Regions from separate parts of the Oryctolagus cuniculus genome. Here region 1 is linked to region 2. A link is a contact called in public Micro-C data. All regions are on one chromosome and are shown on one strand. Each heading gives the region's core, a stretch centred on a gene start, on an enhancer-like site or on the middle of the called end of the contact. The rest is flanking DNA. Distances are from core to core; before and after follow the strand shown. Region 1 overlaps PKNOX2 (PBX/knotted 1 homeobox 2). Region 2 overlaps SLC37A2 (solute carrier family 37 member 2).

Region 1 (7,554 bases), core at 434-2,933, 290 kb before region 2:
GAACTCCTAGAGATCACAATCAGCTCACGCAAAGGCTGGAACAGGAACAGAGGGCTTTCTGACTCAATGCACGATGTGGATTGGTGCACTTAATCATCTTTCTTTGAAGAGAATGTGAAAACGGGGGCAGCAGGAAAGGGGAGGACGAAACTTGACTTCCAGCACCTGCTCTTGGGTCTCCATCTCGGGCCCCCATCTTCACTGCCAGTGCCAGCTTCTCCCCATGCCCCAACAAGCCCCTCACATACGAAGTCAAGTCAGCCCCCCACCTCCACCCTGCCACCCCCAGTGATGACTCTGCCAGCAACAGTTCTTCCATGCAGAACCCAAGTAGGCAGGCATGGGTGGTTCCTTAATCAAAGGTGGTTCACTGCTATGCTGGCTTCCCTGGCAAGACCCTGGAGACCTAGAGGCAGAGAAGAGACCTGACTGCTAGGGGCTTCATGCCTCCCGATGCCCAAGGCCCCAACTACAGTCAGCTGCTGCCCCCTGCCAGCTTCCACACAGAGCTCCTCTCTATGGCGCCAAACACCTGCCCCTAGCTGGCTGCTTTTGCTTCTCTTACAGGGGCTGTCCTGACAGTAGGGTACTGCAGTAGGCTACACCCCTCGTGCTGTGGGAAGCCACCCATGTCAGCCCCTGAAGGGGAAGACATCACCAATCACAGGCTCTGTCACCTTGGGCAAGGAACTCAGTTCCTCTGAGCTTCAGTCTCCCCACCAAGTAAAAATGGAGCTAACAATCTCTCCCGGGGCTGCTACAGAGCCGTAGCCCAGGATGCCCTGCAGACCTCGACTCTAAGCATGTTAACACTCTCTTCTGCTAGCCCTATCCTCGGACTCCAGGCCACACCTGGGCACCTGCAGCTCCCATGCACCCTGTACACAACGCTGCCCTCATAAACACTCTTGCTCTCTTTGACTATCACACACACACACACACACACACATACATACACCTCTCATAGGGCCCCTTCCTGCAAACCCTGGACAACCAAAGCCAGTGCCTTCTCTGCAGGACACTCCTGTGACAAGGACATTCCCTCTTCTGAGCTCTCCACCTGACCCAGGCAGCGTGCACTGACCAGCCCAGAGGAAGGCTCCAGCGGCTGCACTGGACTGGTCCGCCAGGGGCCGCTGAGACTCCAGCCTGGCTGGGCTGAGCTTCCAGGAGCTGGCACTCCCTCCAGTGCTGGGGCAAGCCAGAACAGGATCAGTTTCCTGGCAACCAGGAGTCAGTCCAAGGACCTGGGAGGAGGTCAGGACTTGAAGCCATTTGGTAAATATCAGGTTTGGCCCGAACAGGTGGGAGGCAGCAGGGGGCATGGCCAATGTTTGGGAAGGTGCACGGCCCCCAGGGTGCTCCAGGCCTGGGCCTGCCCACTGACCCCCAGCCTTGTGTCCCGTACAGCACCCCTCCAGACTCTACCGTGCCAGGCTGCCTGAACACGCCCGGCATTCGTATCGTCAGGCCTTTGCTCCCATAGCCGCCTCTGCAGGAAGCGTCCTCACTTCCCCTCCTCACCAGCTGGAGCCTGGACTCTCCCAAGAAGCCTTCCGTTCTCTCCATACCCCAGACCCAGGTGGACTGACCCAGCCTCTGGCTCAGCCGTACAGGTGCCCAAGCTCCACTACTGCAGCATTCAGGCCCCTTGATTTGTCATCTCCGTGAGCAGAGGGTTTCCCAGCTCCCATGCCTGGCTCATGCGAGGCTCCCATGTGAACGGCTGGAGGGAAAGAGTGAGTGGTGTGATAAAAGACGCCTCAAAATATCTCCCAACTTGGTCAATCCGGGCAAAGGAAAGACTCGCAAAAGAGCTGGGCTGCCCAAGGCAGTTGGAAGAAGCTTCTGAAACATAGGCCTAGTCCCCTCCATTCTGACTGCAGGGCCTACTGGGTAAGACCAGAACACAGAACACTTGGGGTATGTGTGTGTGTGTGTGTGTGTGTGTGTGTGAGAGAGAGAGAGAGAGAGAGAGAATTAATTAATCTAAAAGGGTTTGTAGGCAGTAGTTTATAAAACACTGGTGCTCCCTGCACTTCCTGGGGTGTTACAGCTATGAGGCTAATAAGAGGGAGGTTATGGACATGGAGTGAGGGGTTTCATGTCCCAACTTTGTGCACTTTCCCAGGAACTCAGTGCTCTTCGCCCTTGCAGTCTGTCTCGGGCCCCCTCACTTTTTTTTAAAGGTGTGTTTTATTTATTTGAAAGGCAGAGTTATAGAGAAAGAGAGAGAGAGAGAGGTCTTCTATCCATTGGTTCTCACTCCCCAAATGGCTGCAATGGCCAGGGCTGGGCCAGGCAGAAGCCAGGAGCCAGGAGCTTCTTCCAGGTCTCCCACGAGGGTGCAGGGGCCCAAGGACTTGGACCATCTTCTACTGCTTTCCCAGGCGCATTAGCAGGGAGCTGGATCGGAAGCGGAGCAGCCAGGACTTGAACTGGCGCCCACATGGGATGCTGGTGCTGCAGGTGGCAGCTCAACCTGTTATGCCACAATGCTAGCCTGACTGCTCACTTTTGACAGAGACCCAAACCAGTGACTTCCAATAGGCCCTTGAGAAAGGCTACCAAAGTCTCAGTGTGTTCATGCCTGCATGCATATGTGTGTAAGAGATTTTTCTAGCTGGAAAAACATATCTGATGTGCTTATTGTATTCCTAATAAGAAGTAATTAAAGTTCAATCCAATCTGGGCTGCTGGAGCCATCCAGAAGATGATGTAAAAAAATCAAGTCAGGAATGTGGGTGAACAAGGACTGGGAAACAGGATTCCATTTTTCACACCCACGCTTCTCAACAGTCCTGTGGGGCGGGGAGGGCACAAGTTATTTCCATTTCACAGATGCAGAAACTAAGGCTAAAAAGGGACTAGGAGCTCCACTAGGGAAACAACTCTGTTAACCTCACACCTTGTCCGCACTACCCACAGGAAACACCCCATATTTATTGAATGGATGAGTGGATGAAAGAAGTAGTGCTGAGGGGCTGATGATGTGGTGCAGTGGGCTAAGCTGATGCCTATGGTGACAGCATCCCACATTGGAGTGCTGGTTGCAGTCCTGGCTGCTCTGTTTCGGCTCCAGCTTCCTGTTAATGTGCCTGGAAAGGCAGTGGAAGACGGTCCAAGTGCTTGAGCCCCTACCTCCCATGTGAGAGACACAGATGAAGTTCCAGGCTCCTGGCTTCTGCCTGGCCCAGACCTAGCTGCTGCAAGCATATGGGGATTGAGCAAGTAGACAGACAATCTCACTCCCTCTGCCTGTCTCACCCTCTTTGTACCCTTCTACCTTCCAAATAAATAAATAAATATTTCAAGGACTAACACTGGAAGTTCTTGCCTCAATGTGTACAATGCAGCAGCAGCGGGGCTAGTGCTTCCTCTGCAGGCCAGCAGCTCCAAGCACGGTCAGCGTCCTGGGCCCTCGCTCACCCAATCCCTGCCTGCTTGGCACTGGGACACCGTAGCTCCTCGATGGCTCACGCTGGTGGAGGGGGGGAGTAAGGCACGGAAAGTGCTCCTCGGTGCTGCTGCTTGTGTCACCTGCTCCCTGATTTATTTTAGGCTTTGTATCCTTGGGCCATTAACTATTTTTGTAACTGTTTAGGGCACTCATCCTGCTTGGCCACAAGGGAATAGATCATAAAACCCCTATGCTTTTGGTAAGTAGCAGAATTAAGGTAGTCAATTCATCAAATAAAAAAGCCCAGAGCGACCAGGCCAAACTTCAAAGTCACGGGCCAGCCGGCCATCTCCCACGTAGGGGGAAAGGCCCCATGGCTGGACCTGGAGGTCACTTTTGCCTTTTACACAATGAAGAAGCCAGGTCCTCGGTGAGCTGGAGTTCAGGGATATGTCCAGTTTAAAGACATGGGTGGCCCACGCGGGCAGGGAGAAAGGTCACTGCACACAAAGAGAAGAAAGGCCCCACAGAAAATAAAAGAGAAAGACAAGAGTCTGTTTTGATGAGTCAAAGCCAGGGAAGGTAGGTCCCCCATATGGTCCCTGGGGTGCCACCCCCAGGGGCAGAGGGAGCTGTCAATCACAGCTGCAGAAAAGACTTGGGGAACTTTCAAAGCCGCTGAATTAACTCGATGGCTGCAAAGCCAATGTGTTTCACAGGCAGCTGAGCAGAGGGCCCCCGCAAGGCAGGGGGCTCGAGCCCTTAAAGAGATGAGAGGAATGTAAACGAGTGTGAAAACATCTGAACCAGCTTCTGCCCGTCACAGCTGCATGGCCTGGGTGGAGGCCATTCACAGCCGGGGGCCCAGCCAGCCCCTTCTGCCTCCAGTTAATGAAACCAGCATGGGGATCCTAATGATTGATCAAAGCGCATCCAGCTTCCTGGGGACCCCGTACCCCTGGCCGCACCTGGAGTGGGACTGGTGCTAGGACAGGCAGGAAGGGAAGGTACTGGGAGGGGCATGGCAGACATGGCTTCCATGGCTAGCCCCAGCCTTAGTCTCCCCTTGCAGGATAGGCGGAGTCTTAACCCCAAATCTCCAAGCTCCACCTCCTGGAGTCCTGGACCCCATTCTCCTCACTCTGAGGGTTACTGGACAGATGATGTGGGGGAGGGGGCAACGCAGCTTTTGCCAAAGGGCATCAAGCAAGTGCCTGTCTTCCTTCTAAAGGGGGCTCTCCACACTGGTCCCCAGGTGCGAGTTCTGACTTTGCTTCTCTCAAGTCAACAATAAGGCTGCCTCCTGGGTGAACTGGCAAAGCCCTTTTACTGTCATCCCCCAGTCTAGTCCTGCTAGGTAAGCACCTCCTGACCCATCCACCAGCCTGTTCCCAGTCCACTTCTGGCTGAGTGCTTATATCCCCAGGGCCCATGCCCAATGTGTGGTCCTGCAACCTTGGAGACTTCTGCTTTCCAGCCACTGCTTAGGCAGCCTGACATGCTGGGGACACACAGACTGAAGAACAGCAAACATCGGACTCGTGTGCAAACCGAGCTGACAAAATGTATGTCTTCCCTATCAGCAAGGGCAAAGACATGCGTGGGACAGTTGGTGTGTGTCTATGGGTGAGGAAGAGTGTGGTGGGGCATGCTAACTGCAAGGTGCAGGTGGAGGAGCTGTGCTTTTGCCGGCACTGCTGGGGGAACTCTGGAAGGAAGAACACCAAGCGCAACAAAATGGAGGGGGGAACGGTGCTGTGGTGTAGTGGGTAAAGCAGCCACTTTACAGTGCCGGCATCTGATAAGGGCGCCAGTTTGAGTCCCTGCTGCTCCACTTCCAATCCAGCTCTCTGCTATGGCCTGGGAAAGCAGTAGAAGATGGCCCAAGTCCTTGGGCCCCTGCACCCGCATAGGAGACCCGGAAGAAGCTCCTGGCTCCTTTGGATCGGCGCAGCTCGAGCTGTTACGGCCAACTGGGGAGTGAACCAGTGGATGGAAGACCTCTCTCTCTCTCTCTGCCTCTCCTTCTCTCTCTGTGTAACTCTGACTTTCAAATAAATAAATAAATCTAAAAAAAGAAAAAGAAAGCAAATGAAGGGACTTGACTAGACTTGACAGGCGGGGACAGAGTGCATGAAAGAAGGGTTCCCAAGATCATTGTGGGAGAGAGGGAGTCAGGAGAGGCTCTTGCTTGAGCTACGGCATCGAACACAACTCTGAGAGCTCCATTCAAGGTGCCTGGGCTGCACGGATAGGGTGCCTGAGAAAGCCCAGGTACCGCACAGCCAGGCTCACCATGGCAGGGTCGCAGAACTGAAGGGGAGTGATGGAATTCACACAGTGCATTGGGCTGCGGGACCACACACCTCGTTCTATCCAGGTCTCCCTGGAGACAATGTTTTGATTAAACAGTCATTGCACAAGTCCATGATCCCTTGGTGACTGGCCCCTCCCCCTTTGGGGCCATGAAGTGAGGGACTGGTGATCAAGGGCCCACCTACAGCATGCTGGGAGTGACAAACTGTAGTCAGACAATCCACGGTGCAGCTATTCTCATACAGTTCACCCGGAAGCCTCTGGCAGAAGGAAATAGGCTAGGGAAAAGGTTCTACTGGGTTGTTGCTTGTACACCTTCTAAATATACAGTCTTCCACGCACAATAAACAGACTGTGTCCTACAATTAACCATGGAGTCTCCGCAGGATGAGCTGAAACAGAACGGAGGGGCTAGAAACAACTTCACCATGGTGCCCAACAGCGTCCTGGGCTTGTGCCCAAACAGTACGAGCCCATAACCACTAACGCTTCTCTACTAAAAAGGGAAGAAAAAACACTTTCCTTCATTTTTAATAACTTTATTCCCTAAACTTCAAAAATGAAATTGCCAAGTTAAGAACTTGCCTTGCAAAAAAATTTCTAATTTATTAGAAAGAAGGTTCCGGGGCTTGGGAATTTTTTTTAATGCAGATTCCTAATTTTCCAAAGTGAGATTCTCCTGTGCATTTGAATAGATTATGCTCAGTATTGCTAGCCCTTAGCACACCGGGAACATTATTAAAACGATCGCACGGGTCTCAGAGGGAAGGGCTCTGCTTCTTGCTTCCTCTTTCATTCTAGCCTGTGCAGGAGAGAGACTGCCCATTTGCTGCCTGTGGAAGAAACTGGGTTTCTGCACAGGTGGTTTAGAGACGAGCTCAGCTGTCCCGGCCTTGAGGAAGCACGTCGTGGAGGCCCCAGAGTAATGGGGTTCGGCCTCCAGGAGCGAGGAGCCCCGTTCAGGACGGGATTCCCCTGTGTGCCTGGCCCCTGTTCCTATGAGGCCCTGCTCTCCTGAAGATCCCGCGCGTTACAGAGCAGCTGGCTCCGAGGGATAAGGAAGGAAATGCAGCAGAGGGTCCCGGAGGAGCTGGGGGCAGCCCCTTGAAAGAATACAGGGAAGAAAGTAGGAGGACCAGCTAAGCTCCCCAGCCTAAAATGGGGAGGGGCACAGGAACAAGTGCAAGGTGGGGACAAGGATCCCCCAAAGCCAGTGGGCCTCAAAGAACAGCCTTTAGCCCAGAAATCAGAGCCTTCGTTCTGAGCACCTCCCCCAAACCCTCCCACCTGCTCTGTCCTGCCCCAACTCCCTTCCTACCATACCTATCCTGATCAGTTCCCTGGAGGGCTTCAGCCAGGGAGGGCCAACGGTCATGGAGCTGCAGCCTACAGTCTTAGCCAAGGCCACAAAGATCCCCAGTCCTTGGCCTGCTCACTTCCCCATGGACACTGCCCTTTCCTGTCTGATGCTTCTCTCCTGGGTCTCTGGGGGTTACAGTAGATGTGAGGTGTCCCCACGGCAGACTGACCCTTTGCTGCAAACGTGAACTCTCAGGCTGGCGCCGCGGCTCACTAGACTAATCCTCTGCCATGCGGCGCCGGCACACCGGGTTCTAGTCCCAGTCGGCGTGCCGGATTCTGTCCCGGTTGCCCCTCTTCCAGGCCAGCTCTCTGCTATGGCCCGGGAGGGCAGTGGAGGATGGCCCAAGTGCTTGGGCCCAGCACCCGCATGGGAGACCAGGAGAAGCACCTGGCTCCTGGCTTCGGATCAGCGCGGTGTGCCAGCCGCCGCGCGCTAGCCGTGGCGATCATTGGAGGGTGAACCAACGGCAAAGGAA
Region 2 (6,978 bases), core at 1,839-4,338:
CCTGTTATTTCACAGGATCTTAAAACTGTATCTGACGACAGCTAAATTGGCAAGACATCACACCACCCTGCAGTGGAGCTGTTTGTCCAGTCCGTTAGGTGGCGCTGTATGTTATGTTTTAGAAGTTAAGCCAGACAAACATACTGAAAGGGTGATTTTTTTATAAGCTCTTTAAACTTTTCATTTATAAAAACAGAAGTAAAGCGGACATTCTTTACTGATGAAGCACCGTATCAGATGTTTAGTCTAAAACTGCCTCAGAGTTACAGTACCAATGTCCAGGCACCAGGGAAGTCTTTAACCCATGCGTGCACACAGCACACGTTGCTCCTCACTCAGCACGTGTCTTGTGCAAGTCAGGCATGAAGCACTGGTCCTGGGGAATAGGCTAATCGAAGAACCAGGATGAGGTGTGCAGGCTTTCATCTAACTCCATCCCAGGGTGAAGGCATCCAAAGTATTTTTAAACGTATTGGTTCTAACAGAAAGTAAGCCATTCCTCGTTCTGCTCCGTGTGAGACATAAACTTTCCTATCGACCCCGTTTCATTAGTGCTGCGTTTCTCCTTTAGTTGCTGTTCTGCAATGTGTCAAGAAATCTGCTGTCTTTATTTTACAGAAGAGAAACAGGCGGAAAGGAGAGGGGATTGGAAGGGTCACAGCCATTCAGTAGTGGTGCTCAAACTCGACATTAGGGTTCCTGACCCCTCTTTTCTCAGCTAGTTTAGGGATTTTTTTGGCTTTTGAATAACTCCTTGTCCTTACCCCGGTTAATATTGTTTCTTAGCGATTTATACCCACCATCTCCCTAACTCCTGTCCAAAAAGGTCAAATTTTCTTTAAAAGAATTCTAATTAGCATTTATAATACAAAACCCAAATATTTTATCATAACTCCTTGGCTTAAACCTTTAAGCATTTGGCTGTTGTTACTTAGAAACAAATTTCCAGATGTGGGAATCAGAACCGTATGGAAACGGATCTGGAAAAAGTGTTGATTATCTTTCTAGGAGCATAAAAACTCAGGATTGGAAGAGACTTTATAGTTCACAGAGTTCAACCTTTAATCTCTATTTCCATCCCAATACTTGGAAATAAGTCTACTCTTCACATGCTGAGAACACAATTTTTATTACAGTTAGCAAACATATGCCAGGCATTTTTTTCCTAAGTACACTCTAAGTATTCACTCAGGTCATCTTCCTGTCAGCCCTGTGGAGACAGTACTCCTGCGACCCCCATTTCACAGAGGGAAGCAACCGCAGACTGGGAAGGTAGGTGACTCAGGCCACTCGCCGAGGGGGAGATAAAAAGCAGTTTGGTTCCAGTATCTTAAGTTCTTAACTCCCTTATATTACATGACGGGTCTTCAAAAAGTTCATAGAAGGGCATATTATGATAAAGCTGGATTTCAAGCAATTTGCACCAAAATAAATTTATCTTTTGATTCTACTTTTCTGTGAACCTTTTATGTACCCTTGTACTATGTTGTTCCATAAAATGAAAACAGGAAAAGAAGGGACCAGGGTTAGGCAACGTAAATCTATTTCACAGAAATTACGAAAAAGCCCGAGTCCTAGCAACTTGTGTAGATACTAAAAAGTTGGGCAGCAGTAGGTGGAATTTTCAGGAAAGACATACCCAGCCATCTTTTATGCACCACCCACCTGGGATGTGGACACTTGGATTGGTTTATAGAAGAGCCAGTGGAAGAATAAAAGCCACAAGCCAGGGGCAGGCATTTGACCTGGGGGGTGAGATGCCCACAGCCCATGTTGGAGTGCCCGAGGTTAAGTCCCAGCTTCTTGCCAGTGCACACCCTGGAAGGTAGCAATGATGGCTCACATAGTTGGGTCCCTGCCACCCATTTGGGAGACCTGTATTGAGTTCCTGCCTCCTGGTCTATGTCTGGCCAGACCTGGGTTGAATTCCTGCTGTTGTGGACATTTATGGAGTGAACCAGCAGAAGAGAGCTTTCTTTCAAATAGATAAAAATATGTGAGTAAAAATGGAAAACACACACACACACACCAAGCTAAGCATATTTGTTTATTTCTTGATCTCTGTTTCTAGCAGATTATTGGTGGTTACTGTTTATTCACTGAAAAAGAAAAGGTCCCCCATCCCCACACACACCCCCAAACACACACCCTCTTTTCTGTTTCCTGAGACCCAAGGAATGACAGCCAGGATCCAAACCAGGGCCCCAAATCACAGGCAAAATGAGAAAGTTCATGTTTATGGTTGCATCCCATTAGGTGCTGCTGGCAGAGGATTTACGTTTAGCCCAGGTCCTGCCCTCAGGGAGCCGAGGCCTAGTGACACACAGAGCACTCGTGCTGTACCTGAAAGCCGCGTGGCATCCCCTGCACTTGTCTGTAAGTCCTGACAGTGTCTCCTGTTCCCCTGTGTGTGTGCTTTCCTGCCTTTAATTTGATTATGATCCAGTTTTACACTGGGACTGCATGCATTGGTTTCCTATTGCTGCCGTAATAAGTCACCACAAACTCAGCAGTTTAGAACAACACAGATTCAACTGTCTTGCAGTTCTGGAGGTCAGAAAATGGAAACTGAGTTTCCAGGGGCTAAAAGAACAGCTTTGGAGGCCCAGGGGAGAGCCCATCTCCTTGCCCTTTCCAGTGTCTAGAGGCTGCCCTCCTTCCCTGGCTGGGGCTCTCCCTCTGTCTTCAAAGCCAGCTGCATAGCATCTTCCAGTCCCGGATCCTCCTGCCTGGCTGTGTGCTTTCTAAGGAGTCTCATGACTACGTTGGGCTCCCCCCCGATGAGCTGGGGCGGTCTCCCCACTGCAGGATCCTGACTCACATCCCCAGAGCCCCATCTGTATGTTCGGTAGCATTTCCACACGTTCTGGGAACTGAGCTGTGGACGACTTGGGGGTAGGGGTGCTCTGCTTACCACAGAGTATGTGGCCTATCTTCCTACCCTCCCTCTCACACCCCTCCTACCCCACTCCTTTATGTGCAAGGTCTGCCCCTGTGTCCACTTCTCAGGTTTTCTGACGTGCTAAGAGTTCCTCCCCACAACTTCGGTCTTAAGGGTGGCTTGATAGTGCAAAGTCCTTCTCCTCCTTTTCATGGCTTCTTGCCGCCTCCTCCTCCTCCCCCAGCCCTTCTACCACACACACACACACACACACACACACACACACACACAAGCCCAGCTTCCCGGTGGATCTCTAAAGGAGAAACGCAAAGAGTTATTGCTTTTTAATTACAAGTGCTATTGTGGCATCTATAAGGAAGAACATTTTAAGCTTAATTGAGACCAAATGTGAAGTTAAATTAAATGAATAACTAATTAAAGTAATGCTCCTGTATTAGCCCCGTGTGAATGCTGGGACCCAGAGAGGAGACAGGTACCAGGCTCTGGTGCATAGTCAGTGCCCAGTGCTGAGTGAGCAGGTGGCCTAGGACTGCAAGCTAAGTGCCCAAGGGCAGACCTCAGAGCTTGGTGGCCCCCCAACCCCCGCCCACAACCCCTTCCCCTCCTCTGCCATTTTCCCCAAACCCTCACCTACAGCCCAAGTCCTCATTTCTGAGGCCAGGCTCTGAGCTCCCACAATGCCTTCTGCACATCGCAAGTGCCCACACTTGGGGCTTGGTATTCATGCTAACTTCCTCCCTCTCCCACTCCCTTATCTAAGGGATCATCCAAGTCCTACAGTTTCTTTCCTCCCATTGCCACGAGGATCATTGGCCCTGCAGCCCTGCCCCCTTCCAGGGCTGGGCTAATGAGTGGCATAGCTGTCAGATGACTCACTCTCTCTGCGTGTTTTCTGCATATTGTTTATAAGTGCTTTGGTATTCTTATCTTATCCCCTAACTAGACAAATTCCTCACAGTCAGGGAGTGTAGTTAATGCTTGTCTCCCTTAGCACCATTTTCGGGACGAGGAAACAGACCTCCACAGAGCCGCCCACTCCACCCTGATCTGTCTGCAGCAAAAGGAAGGTTGAGGACAAGCCAAGAAAACTCTGCTCCCGGCTCCCTTCCCGGAGGCAGGACACAGCCCCACGCGGCCTCTAGCAGGATCGTGTCACCACCTAGTGGCTCGAGTGAGTAACACAGACAAGGTCTTCAGTGTTGAGTGCGGCGTAGGCTGCAGCTCCTGCCCTGGTAGGCTCCGAAGACTCCTGCTTTCAGAGCCCCAGTGAGCATCTGGCAGGACAAAATGTACCAACTTGTTATCACTGGGGTGTACACGACCTATTTTAGTGTTGCGGTTCCAGTTTCAGTTCCAGCTGAAACACCAGCCCACAAGGTGTCGCAGTAAAGGCAGCGGTTGTTATCTTATATGGGACTCCAGGCTCCTACACCATCAAGCCTCACATGCTCTGGGAATGCCAGTTGTCACCAGCCCCAGCACGAGCTTGTGGTCTGGGGACTCCATTTGTTGCCCTGCCACGCCCTACCAAGGATGAGCAAGGCACCACTGGCAAAAGAAATCTGTATTGGCGCTGATGGGCAGCTGTAGAGGTCAGGTGGCAATGCCAAGAGCCAGCGCCACCTGTAGCAACGCAGGACTCCCAAGACAGGGGTGGAAGGTAGGAACACAGGGTAGAGAAGGGGCTACGGGTGGCCCATGCAATGATCTGCATACAGAGCAGCCACAGGAATGCACCTGCTGGCTCACTCATGACCTGCTTGTTTAGGTCACCATAGTGCCTGTGCTGAGGGCAAAGTCCTTTGCCTGTGCCCACCGTCGGCTCCAGCCCCAGAGAAGAGCTGGCATGCAGTGGGCACTCAGTAACAATCAGCATTTCATTCTCAAAGTTCTTACTGCACACACTGGTATTTTCAGTCCTGCCCCTTCATCCTGGCCTCACAACCACGCTGACCCAGATGTCATCTTGCACTGTGACAGCCGGGCTAGGACCAGCGTAAGGCAAGGGTCGGCAGGTGCACAGGCCCGAGAGCGAGTGCTCCTCTGAGTTCTGTGCCCGAGGTCGCTCTTTGCCTCACCCTCGTCCCAGTCCTGGCAGAACCGCAGTGGTACTTCCATCACAGTGCGCAAGCTCAGGCCCTTGAATCTCCCATTTCCTCATGCTTGGCAGTCCCCGTCCCGTGCAGAATCTCCCATTCTCTTAGCAGCCCTGTGAGCTGAGTTCAGCTGCGTTGGGCTAAGCTGAGCTGAGTGGGCTGATGTTGGAGGAAGAGGTTTTGCCAAACCCAACCATGGACGTTTCCAGTGTCTTTCACTTTGGGGACCCCGCTGGGACCCTCCATGCTTCTCCTCCAATCGGGGCCTCATATTTCTTTATACCTGAATGGAGAGGAGAGAGGTGATGGAAGAGAAAGTGAGACCCTTAATTGGGGAGAGAGGAGGCAGGCTTCCAGGGCCCCTTAATAACTGCCTTTCATCTCTGCGCCCTATAATTAGGGCCCCCTCTCACCTCTCGGGCAGGGAATAGCAAGGCAGGAATATGCACACACACACACACAAGTGACAAGCTTAAAAGGTATGTGAAACACTGTGCGGTGTACAGCCACATTTGACAGCTTTACAAAGCACCATCTCATATCCCATCTCATCGCAGCATCGGATCAGCCCTGCTGATAAGCACACATCTGATAAGCACACTTGCATCAATGTCTATGGCCACAGGGACCGACGCTGTGGCGTAGCGGGTAAAACCGCTGCCTGAAGTGCTGGCATCCCATATGGGTGCCAGTTTGAGTCCTGGCTGCTCCACTTCCGATCCAGCTCTCCGCTATGTGCTTGGGCCTCTACACCCGTGTGGGAGACTAGGAAGAAGCTCCTGGCTCCTGGCCTCGGATTAGCACAACTCCAGCCGTTGCGGCCATCTGGGGAGTGAACCAGTGGATGGAAGACCTTTTTCTCTCTCCCTGCCTCTGCCTCTTAGTAACTCTGCCTTTCAAATAAATAAATAAATATTAAAAAAAAAATCTATGGACACAGAGGTTCAGGGAATGGGAGCCTGGGCGGAAGGGCATGCCCGCGTTTCTAGCGCTGAGTGAACAAAGAAGCCAGGATTGCCCAGGGGTTTTGGATTCCAGGCCTAGCACTCCACACACTCCCTCACCAGCCTGCCTCCAAGAAGGGCCAGCTTGGGGCAGCAGCAGTGCAGAGAAAGGCAAACGACCCACAGAGGTGAGTCCAATGTCAGGCCACACAGAAGGTTGATGCTTATCTCATGGGCTCTGCCACTCTGTTCTCTGACCTCCAAGTGAGAACAGCGTCCTCCCAAGGTGGCTGAGAGATGTGCGAACGTGCATCGGAGACTGCACCCAATCCCAGGCTCCTCCCTTTCCGCTGCTTCCCTCCTCTGCCGCTCTGCCCTGAGGGCCGCCCCAAAGGAGAACAGGTGGAGGAGCACTGGGTCACGCTTGCCAATCCCTGCGTCCCCGAGCAGGACCAGGGCAGGGCCTGGCAGGATGGGCCCTCCGGGACCACTTCCTGCTTCCCCTGATTCTTCCTGTTTTCCATTTTACCCTCTGGATGAGGATTCTTTAAGGGAAGCACTTGTCCAGACACTGTGCTGGTCACCATGGCCCCAGCAGGTTCTCCCATCCAACCCAAGTGCAGACAGTTCCTTAGCAAGAGCTAAGAGCTCTCAGAAGGAGAGCCTGAAAGGGCACGGGGAGAGGGGCGCCCAGCCACCAGCACCAGCGGGCAGCCCCTGCCTCAGCCACTGGTCTATGCATACCACCTATATGCCCGCCACCACTGGCCACCAGGCAGAGAGCGCACCAGGACAGCCCCCAACACTTGATTTGAATTTTGTTTCACAGGCCTTGATTGGCAGTTGCTGCATGCCCTGGACAGAGGGGCCAGATGACCTTGGTTTCTGAACTGCAGGTGGCACTTGCAGCTCCGTCTGAGTTCAGAGAGGAACTGGCCACACCATCTCTGCCTCCTCTGTCCGGGGGACACACGTAAAACCCTAACACCTTCCCTCAGAGGAGAGACTACCAGCCCCCGTGGCGTCTCAGACCCCT

What was found. Hi-C and Micro-C count contacts between places; a contact is called where the count stands out from the background.
Region 1: a contact with region 2 is called in a Micro-C map of ear pinna, with 5 times the contacts expected there. The contact joins two enhancer-like sites. A contact is called at or near these places in 2 of 6 Hi-C or Micro-C datasets (ear pinna and psoas muscle).

The regions. Positions count from the first base shown.
Region 1 is chr1:118,590,955-118,598,508 of mOryCun1.1, reverse strand. The region is part of intron 3 of PKNOX2 (PBX/knotted 1 homeobox 2); the gene reads right to left. Among named protein-coding and RNA genes, the nearest start is that of FEZ1, 140 kb to the left of the region's middle. Within about 2 kb of position 1,683, at least 2 of the 8 cell types and tissues checked have an H3K27ac peak or open chromatin away from gene starts, as enhancers often do. A contact at or near this core is called in ear pinna, where this site is marked.
Region 2 is chr1:118,307,076-118,314,053 of mOryCun1.1, reverse strand. SLC37A2 (solute carrier family 37 member 2) reads right to left here. Exons shown (of 18, transcript XM_008259839.4): 18 at 4,452-5,281. The coding sequence ends at 5,266. Among named protein-coding and RNA genes, the nearest start is that of TMEM218, 18 kb to the left of the region's middle. Within about 2 kb of position 3,088, at least 5 of the 8 cell types and tissues checked have an H3K27ac peak or open chromatin away from gene starts, as enhancers often do. A contact at or near this core is called in ear pinna, where this site is marked.